2 separate regions of the Sus scrofa genome follow, and region 2 is linked to region 1. Evidence: chromatin contacts called from public HiChIP or PLAC-seq data. All regions are on one chromosome and are shown on one strand. Each heading gives the region's core, a stretch centred on a gene start, on an enhancer-like site or on the middle of the called end of the contact. The rest is flanking DNA. Distances are from core to core; before and after follow the strand shown.

What was found. HiChIP or PLAC-seq counts read pairs in DNA pulled down with a chosen protein or histone mark.
Region 2: a contact with region 1 is called in an H3K27ac HiChIP or PLAC-seq map of alveolar macrophages. The contact joins two enhancer-like sites. A contact is called at or near these places in 5 of 47 Hi-C or Micro-C datasets (embryonic fibroblasts, fetal heart ventricle, fetal skeletal muscle and 2 more) and 1 of 2 datasets of contacts at active chromatin or transcription factors (alveolar macrophages).

Annotation. Positions count from the first base shown.
Region 1 is chr12:22,563,626-22,567,608 of Sscrofa11.1, forward strand. No RefSeq gene overlaps it. Among named protein-coding and RNA genes, the nearest start is that of GRB7, 18 kb to the right of the region's middle. Within about 2 kb of position 1,511, at least 38 of the 83 cell types and tissues checked have an H3K27ac peak or open chromatin away from gene starts, as enhancers often do. A contact at or near this core is called in alveolar macrophages, where this site is marked.
Region 2 is chr12:22,771,022-22,774,722 of Sscrofa11.1, forward strand. All of the region lies in intron 14 of CDK12 (cyclin-dependent kinase 12), which reads right to left. Among named protein-coding and RNA genes, the nearest start is that of MED1, 58 kb to the right of the region's middle. Within about 2 kb of position 1,745, at least 6 of the 83 cell types and tissues checked have an H3K27ac peak or open chromatin away from gene starts, as enhancers often do. A contact at or near this core is called in alveolar macrophages, where this site is marked.

The DNA of each region.
Region 1 (3,983 bases), core at 261-2,760:
GGACCTAGCTCCCTTCCCTCCCTCCCATCCCCTGGAATCCAGAGGCCAAGGAAGAGTTGGGGAGGGGACGGTGACAGTTCTGGGAAGGCCAAGAACACTGAGGGAGGGTGGAGGAGCTCCTGTGGCCAGGACACAAGGTCTGGCACCCGAGCATTCCCAGGCAGACAGTTGTTTGCATAAAAGCCAAAAGCCACTGCACCTGGGGTGGGGAGGCCCTCTGGGGAGGTGCTCCCTGGCTTGGGGGAGAGGGGGGAAGGAAGGTGTCATGGAAAGTCCCTGAAGGACACGGGGTGTTGAATTTGTTGCGGTTTTGTTTTTAACTCCGTCCTGACCTGTGAAGTAGGCAGCTGCCTCCCTTCCCCCCAAAATAACAGACCTTCCCCCAGAATAACACGAGCACACCCAAGGAAGGAGCCTTCAGTGGAAAGAATGGAGGTTAGAGGGCCTGCGGGTGATGTAAATTGCCCCTCCCTTTCCCCAGGACTGAGGGGGCAGGAAGCCCCAGAGCAGCCTTTTCCCATCACCTCTCCTTCCCCCACAAACCCCCCAGGCCCCCCAGAAGAGCCGCCTAGTCAAATAAACCACAGCCCTGGGGGCAGCTGGGGGATGGGAACTAGGGGGGCAGATGCTGCCTCCTCCTCCAGGCTGTCCTCCCAGGGCTCCATCCCCATGCAACCCCCACAGGAATCCCATTCTCAGCACCTCCATCTCCCTCTCACTCACAGACACTGACTGCTCTCCTCTAGACTCCTGGGTGTGTGTGTGGGGGGGAGGGGGTTGTGTGTGCATGTGTTGGGGGAAAGCAGGCAGAATCAGTGAATCCAGCAAAGTCTCTGTATAGCAAAGGCCGGCCTTGTGCAGACGCCAGCTGAGTATTTGGACTCCTGGGTTCCAATCCCAGCCCGGCTGCTCTCTACCTGCCCCTGAGCACCCTGCCGTCCCTGTCTGGGCTTTGCTTTCCCCCTAGAGTCAGGGATCCAACAGGCAACCTGGCCTCAACCCCGCGCTCCAGCCAGGCCTTTCCCCAAATCTAGAAACAAGAATAGGAGAGAAAGATGGTTCTGGCCCTTCTTCTTTCTCTCCCCCAAACTCAGGCACTGGGAGGGAGGTGGGGCGCCGGAGCTAGAGTGACGGCGGCCTTTGATTCTCTCAAGTGGTCAGAGAAAACCATTCTATAAAATTCCAGCCCTGGCCCACAAAGTGGGGGTGGGGTGGGGCGGGGCATGGGGACAGCAAGGTGACAATGGATATGGGCACTGAGGTCGGGTCCGGGCCCCTGGCCTCTTCTCGGGACCTCCTCTTAACTCTGCATAAACCCAGACACCAGATTCCCGGGTTGGGGGTGCCTGGGAGAGGAAAGCCAAGGTCGGGCGGAGGGGGGAAGAGGTGCGGTGCGAGGTGGGAGTTGAGGGGGGTGTGAGGGGAGGGGCAGCTGCACTTCTGAGAAACAGCTCGGGCGTCTCAGCAGCCCGCAGCCTAACCCCCTGCCTGCGGCTTCACAGCTCGCTCCTCTTGCCGCCCACGCCGCTCGGGGCCTCTCCGGGGGTCGACAGCCCCCGCGGAGGCGGCGGCTGCTAAGGAGCAGCGGCAGCTCCGGGGACAGCCGAGTGGAACCCATGGGACTTGGGGGTGGGGGTGGAAAATGGAAGAAAGCGTGGGTTGCGTGACACCCCAGGAGTGAAACGCCATCCCTCACTCGGGGTCCCGAGCACTGGACCTTGGCACGCCGCGTGTCCCCCCTCCTCCCCCAGCCCGGGTACTCTCCCATCACACCCCAAGCAGGATCCAGAAGTGAAACCGCTCAGGGTCACAGCCCAGCGCCGCTGCTGTGCCACGCCCCGCCCTTCCGGGCACTGCAGCCTTGCAGGATCTCCCAGCACTCGGGCGACTGCTGGGGAGGAAACTGGGGGAGGGGAAGGGGAAGTGCCGCGTGGGGCAGTCTGCAAAGCGAGGCCTTCTCTCCTGGGAGTGCCCGTCCGTAACCACTAGTGGGAACCTCTAGCGGCACAGACCTTAGCGGGAACCAAGGAAGAGGCGCCTGCACTTCCCACCATAGCCACTGGGTGTCGCTGCAGCCGCGCGGCTGAGCCGGCCCAGGCCGTCGGGAGGCGGGGGCGCGGGTCCAAAGGAGCTGGATGACCCGAGCCCACCGCCGCCTTCGCCCCCGAAGCATCCTCCGTGCTTGTTTGTGGCCTGCAGAACCTTCCTCCACCCGCCTGGTCTCTAGAGGCCTCCACCCGGCCCACAGGCTCTCAGCGAAGAGCAAATCAACCCCCTTGCCCCGCGACGGATGGGCTCATTGCTGTGGCCCCAAGCGAGCCTCCTTCGTCAGGCCAGAGGATAGACGACGCATCCTCGGCTGCCTTGGCGGGGCCGGATGTGCTGAAAGTCAGGCCTCCGGAGCTCGCCCCCTGGCAAAGCCGGCAGGCTTTTCCGCCGCAGAGCCGGAGGCGGCTCCCTCGAGCCCGGCGACCGCATCTCCCCAACTGCTCGGCTGGCGCCGGTCACTGCCACTGACTGCACACGGGCCGGATTGTTCCCCGGCGAGAAGGGGGAGGAAGAGCGAGCGGTGGGTGCAGATCAAGTGTTGGGGAGCCAGAGCGACTGCTGGATGGGTCCCCGCGTGCGTCCCCACTCCTACTCTCCCAGCCGCCCCTTCCCACCCGCAGCTCATCCCTTAGCTGTGTGGGACGGATGGCTCAGCTTGGGAGAAGGGAACGAAAAGACGGGAACCTGTATGGAATCGATGGGTGTAAGAGGGCTGTGGATGGGCCAAGGCTGGGAGAAAGGAGAGAGCCTGGAATCTTTTGGAAAATTGGGGAAGGTTCTGTCTGTTAGGAATGCCCACTTCTACACTGTTTTGGGTCTGACTCAGGGCGGAGTTGGGCAGGTAGATGCAGAGGAACACGTGCCCATTGGCTGGAGGTCTGTGGGATGGATCTGGCTCATTCTGTTCCTGTCTACAGCTAGCTTTCCTTCAAATTGCAGGGCCACAGGGCCCAGCTCCATTACAGAGATTCTAGGGGGATCCAGTTGGTGGTCCTAAAAGAATGGCATTGGGCGTTCCCGTTGTGGCTCAGCAGGTTAAGAGTCTGCCTAGTATCCATGAGGATGCGGTTTCCTATCTGGCCTTGCTCTGTTGCTTAAGGATCTTGCATTGCTGAGAGCTGCTGCGTACCTTGAAGACACAGCTGGGATCTGGTGTTGTGGCTGTGGCATAGGCAGACAGCTACAGCTCCGATTGGACCCCTAGCCTGGGAACCTCCATATGCCACTGGTGCAGCCCTGAAAAGACAAAAAAAAAAAAAAGAAGAAGAAGAAGAAGTGGCATTGGCATGCCACTCTCGGTGAGTCACACCCAAACCACCCTAAGACAGACGTACCCTGGCTAAAAACATACGGCTTACCATGAAAACACAGCATTGGCTAAATAACCCTCCAGGTGCCCAGTAAAGAAAAGCCTGCCCCTTCCCTGGGGCAGACACAGCCCTGCGAGAGGACACACACACAACCCCTGTCGGCCCAAATGGTCCCCACTTCCCAGCACACTTTCCTGTGTGGAGATCATTGGGGACTCCTGAGGACCAGCCTCAGCCTCAACCCTCAGGATCACCCACTACCCTATAGTCCTTTTTTTTTTTTTTTTTTTTTTTTTGGTTTTCTTCAGGGCCGCACCAGAGGCGTATGGAGGTTCCCAGGCTAGGGGTCCCCTTGGGGCTGCAGCTGCCAGCCTACACCACAGCCACAGCAGCATAGGATCTGAGCCACATCTGCAAACAATGCTGCAAGCTTGAAGCAACACTGGATCTTTACTCCACTGGGCGAGGCCAGGGATATAACCCACGTCCTCATGAATACTAGTCAGATTCTTAACCCCCTGAGCCACAATGGGAACGCCTCCCTTATAGCTCTAGACACCAGTCTGCAACATCATCTTCCCAAGATCCAACGCCCTCTTTTCCCTCCTCTCCCATCTCCCCACC
Region 2 (3,701 bases), core at 495-2,994, 210 kb after region 1:
AGCAAAGGTACTGTGGTACCTGACACATAGTAGGTTCCAGACAATGTTAGTTTCTCATTCTTTCCCTTCTTCCTCCCAACACGTTCTCAACCCCTCTGGGTCTGTTTTTTTCACCGGCTAATGACAGCACCGAACTAGACCAACTAGTGTCCTTTTGTAAGCTCTAACACTCTGTGACTCTGATTCACACGTTCTGGTTTGTTTGCTCTTCTGTGAGTCACCCTCACTTAGATCTAAAGTGAAGGGGAGAGGAATATTGGTTTCCTAAAACATGTAAAACCACTTGCAGAAGAGTTTTAAAACTCAAAAAACAATTTTTTAGCTTGATGCTCAATCATTGATGCTCGATGCTCTATCATTCCTGCCTTATTCCTGAAATACTCTTGAACCATGTAGAGAGCAATGCTAAGCAAAATGTTCTTGTATAAATTATTTGCCTAATATAACTGTCTTCATAGCATGCCCCAACTATAAAGGTAACCCTATCACTAACATTAATCAAGGGGACAGTTTGCTCTTTAATGGGGTCTCCTTGAAATGAATTGTGAAACTTTAAGGCATTTATCCCCCTTCACTACTCCATTAATTTTTCCTTCCACCCTTACATCCCTCTCTCTTCTTTATAAGCAATCATACACTGCCTCTTTCTGCAGTCCCACTAAGACTTCTCCAGTTCCCCCTTCTTTACATTTCCTTCTCATATTGCTTCATGTTATATGAGAACTTTTGGGAACTTAGAAGTTACCGAATTTCTAAAAGGGATCAGGCTCTCTAGGTCTCTAAAGCACCTTCTTTTCTCCAGGGTTAGAAGCATGAAAAATTGTATTAGCCTCGGTGGGGAGGTTATCTGTCTATAAGCTGATCCTTACCAAGGGTGTCCCTCGTGAAACACAGGAGGGGGAAGGATGCTCTCCTTGAGACAACCCCTCAGATAGGATCCTTAAACAAAGACAAGACATTCTCAAAACTCAAGCTCTGCTCTTGGCTTAGCTCTGACTGCTATATTGTAGCCTTTTTAAAGTCTCTCTGTGCTGCCTTCCTCAGAGATGTTTTGGCTTGGGTAAAATGTCTTTTATTCCTTTAGAACTACCAACATTATCTTCAGGCTACAATCCTGCCAGAGCAAAACATCCAAAACATCCAGCTATTTCCAGGTTCTAGGGAACCTATGTCTAAATGAATTAACTTCATGGCTTATACCCTCTCATTCCAGAGAAGCACAATGTGGCTGAGGACTGGGTATTGAGAAAACTTTGCTAACAATTACCCACCTAGAGAGTATTAAGAACTAACTGTATATCAGCCTCTCTCAGCCTTGAACTATTAATTCATTCTTGAGACAGAGATATGAGAACAATCCAGTGGTCAAGTATTTGGGCAACCTTGTGATTAATCACCAGGGCATCAAAGCAGCCCTCATCTGCTTTCTCATGGACAGGAGGGCCCTCTTCTCACCAAGCTTTACTTCCCATAGACACTATCTGCAACTGAGCTTAGAAATGACAGCAGCAAAATCAAGTGTCAGGATATGAGGGAAGAGGATGAAGTGAAAGTTGAGACTTTCCTAGACCAGTAAATCTCTTAGACTTCATGCAACATGAATTAAAAGCTCCTTTCCTTAGCAGTTAGCAATAAGAAAGTGATTTTGCTTTCTCTTTCAGTTCTCATCCCATAAATTGAGGAACTGGAATAGACATTTGTCTCCTGAATTTCTTCTCACCACCCTTCAAAACTATGAAGCAGCAAAACTCTAAATACCCTTCAGGGTTAAGCAATCAACCTCCCTGGCTCGACTAAAGCATGCGAGTAGTGAGTGGGGAGGAGAGAGAGAAATAGGAAATGAAGTAGATGGACAGGAGATGGAGAGATAGCTGCACATGGTGAGGAGTGATAAGAGTACCACCATTAATTTCTTCATATTTCCCCCAAAGCCTCTCAATCCTGGCTTGGAGTAAACTCTCACTTGAGAATACTCCTACGGCTATGGGAATACTGAAAGTGTTCCTATAAATGAGAGATGCCACACCTGGACAGTAAAATTAACCAAAGCGTCCAGGAGCGCTCACCCTGCCTCTTAGGACAATGAAGATTTAGCAATTCCACTTCTCCCTTGGAATGTCTGAATATTTACTCACTTGAGGAACTCCCCACTTCCACTTCCATTCCACTAGCCCTTCAGGATGACTAAGTTGTGAACAAAGTCACTCAATACCTAAAAAAAAAAAAAAGCCAAGCTATGGGGTAACCTTCAGTAACAACGAAATCCCAGTTCAGCACAAAGAACATTAACTGTTAACTTTCTTGAGGCTTTGACTTTACCATACAGTTAAGAATGCCTGTCTGGGAAAAGAAATTTAGGTACTGAACGGTAAAACAACCTTGAGTGTGATAGAGAAAAAAGTCCAGATTAGGTTAGGTCTTCAGTTTTCAGGCCCAGAATTGAAGACACACATTGCTATGAAGTGGAAAACAATATTCTCTAGAAGGTTGAAGTTCACACTCCTAGTCATGAATATATAAAGACTGGAAAACATTTTCCTTTCTCTGGAGGCTAACCAGAAACACAGGACTCCAGAAACACAGGAGCTCTCCATTCTCCTTCTGGATAAAGACATGATAGCCCACAGGCAATCATACTTAAAACTGTGGGGATTCAAAATCAAGCTGGCAACCCTCATCACCACCAGGTTTTGACTGGATTTCTTCCTAGCTTCCTTGTTCTGGTGTACCCCTTGTATGATTGTTTACCCTGCTCACAACTTCCTGGTACCTACTTCCCTTCTTCCTTTGTCTCCAGATGCATTTTTCCTGTTCTCTACCTACTTATGTCATATCTAGCAGGATTGCAGCACATACTACAAGGGAACGTTTAGTCCTCATTTTCTTAAACCATGAAAGAGAAGGGACATTTTCTCCTCACGTGGAGACAAGAAAAATACCAACAGAGCTAGGAAGACTAAGCCGAGCCCATGCTGACCCTACTCATGGCAACAGGAAGTGGTGTAGGGGTGAGGGTTTCTGATTTAAGGGACTAGCTTTTATTCTAACCAGCCTCTTACCAACTTCTCTTGACGACAGTTGAGCTCAAACCCACTTACCTCTCCTTTCAGGAGGAGTCAGGGTACATGAAGCTCAACTCTTTTGATGGCCTGACACCATCATTACTTTTGTGCAGCTGCTTTCTACTTTAAAAAATCACATGGCTTCCCCCAACTCTTTATTATCTAATTCTTAGTCTAGGGTTTTGAAGCACCTCTTCAAACCCTGAAAACTTTTGTTTTTGGTAGTTTATGAGTCTATAGAGATTCTAAGACAAAGAACCCCTAAGATAAAGTGGAGGAAAAATGCCCTTCATACGTAATTAGATCTGTTCAAAGGGTACAGATTAAGAAGTAAATGCAATGGAGCAAGAGTGGTATAGTAACAGGAAATATTTAATTTTCCAATCTCCACTTTCCATTTTTATAAACTGAAAGAAAAAATTTAATATATTACAAAATATCTGTACATAGACAAGGTAAAACCTGATGGGGAGCAAAAACGAGAGAGAAAGGAATACAGTGTCAGGAACCTAAATCAGGGAGAATGAGGTGGCAACTGACACTTTTCTGATGCAGCATTCTCTCTCAAAACCTGCTGGTAACCATTTTAGTACTGTAACTATATATGCATATTAAACACACACACACACACACACACAC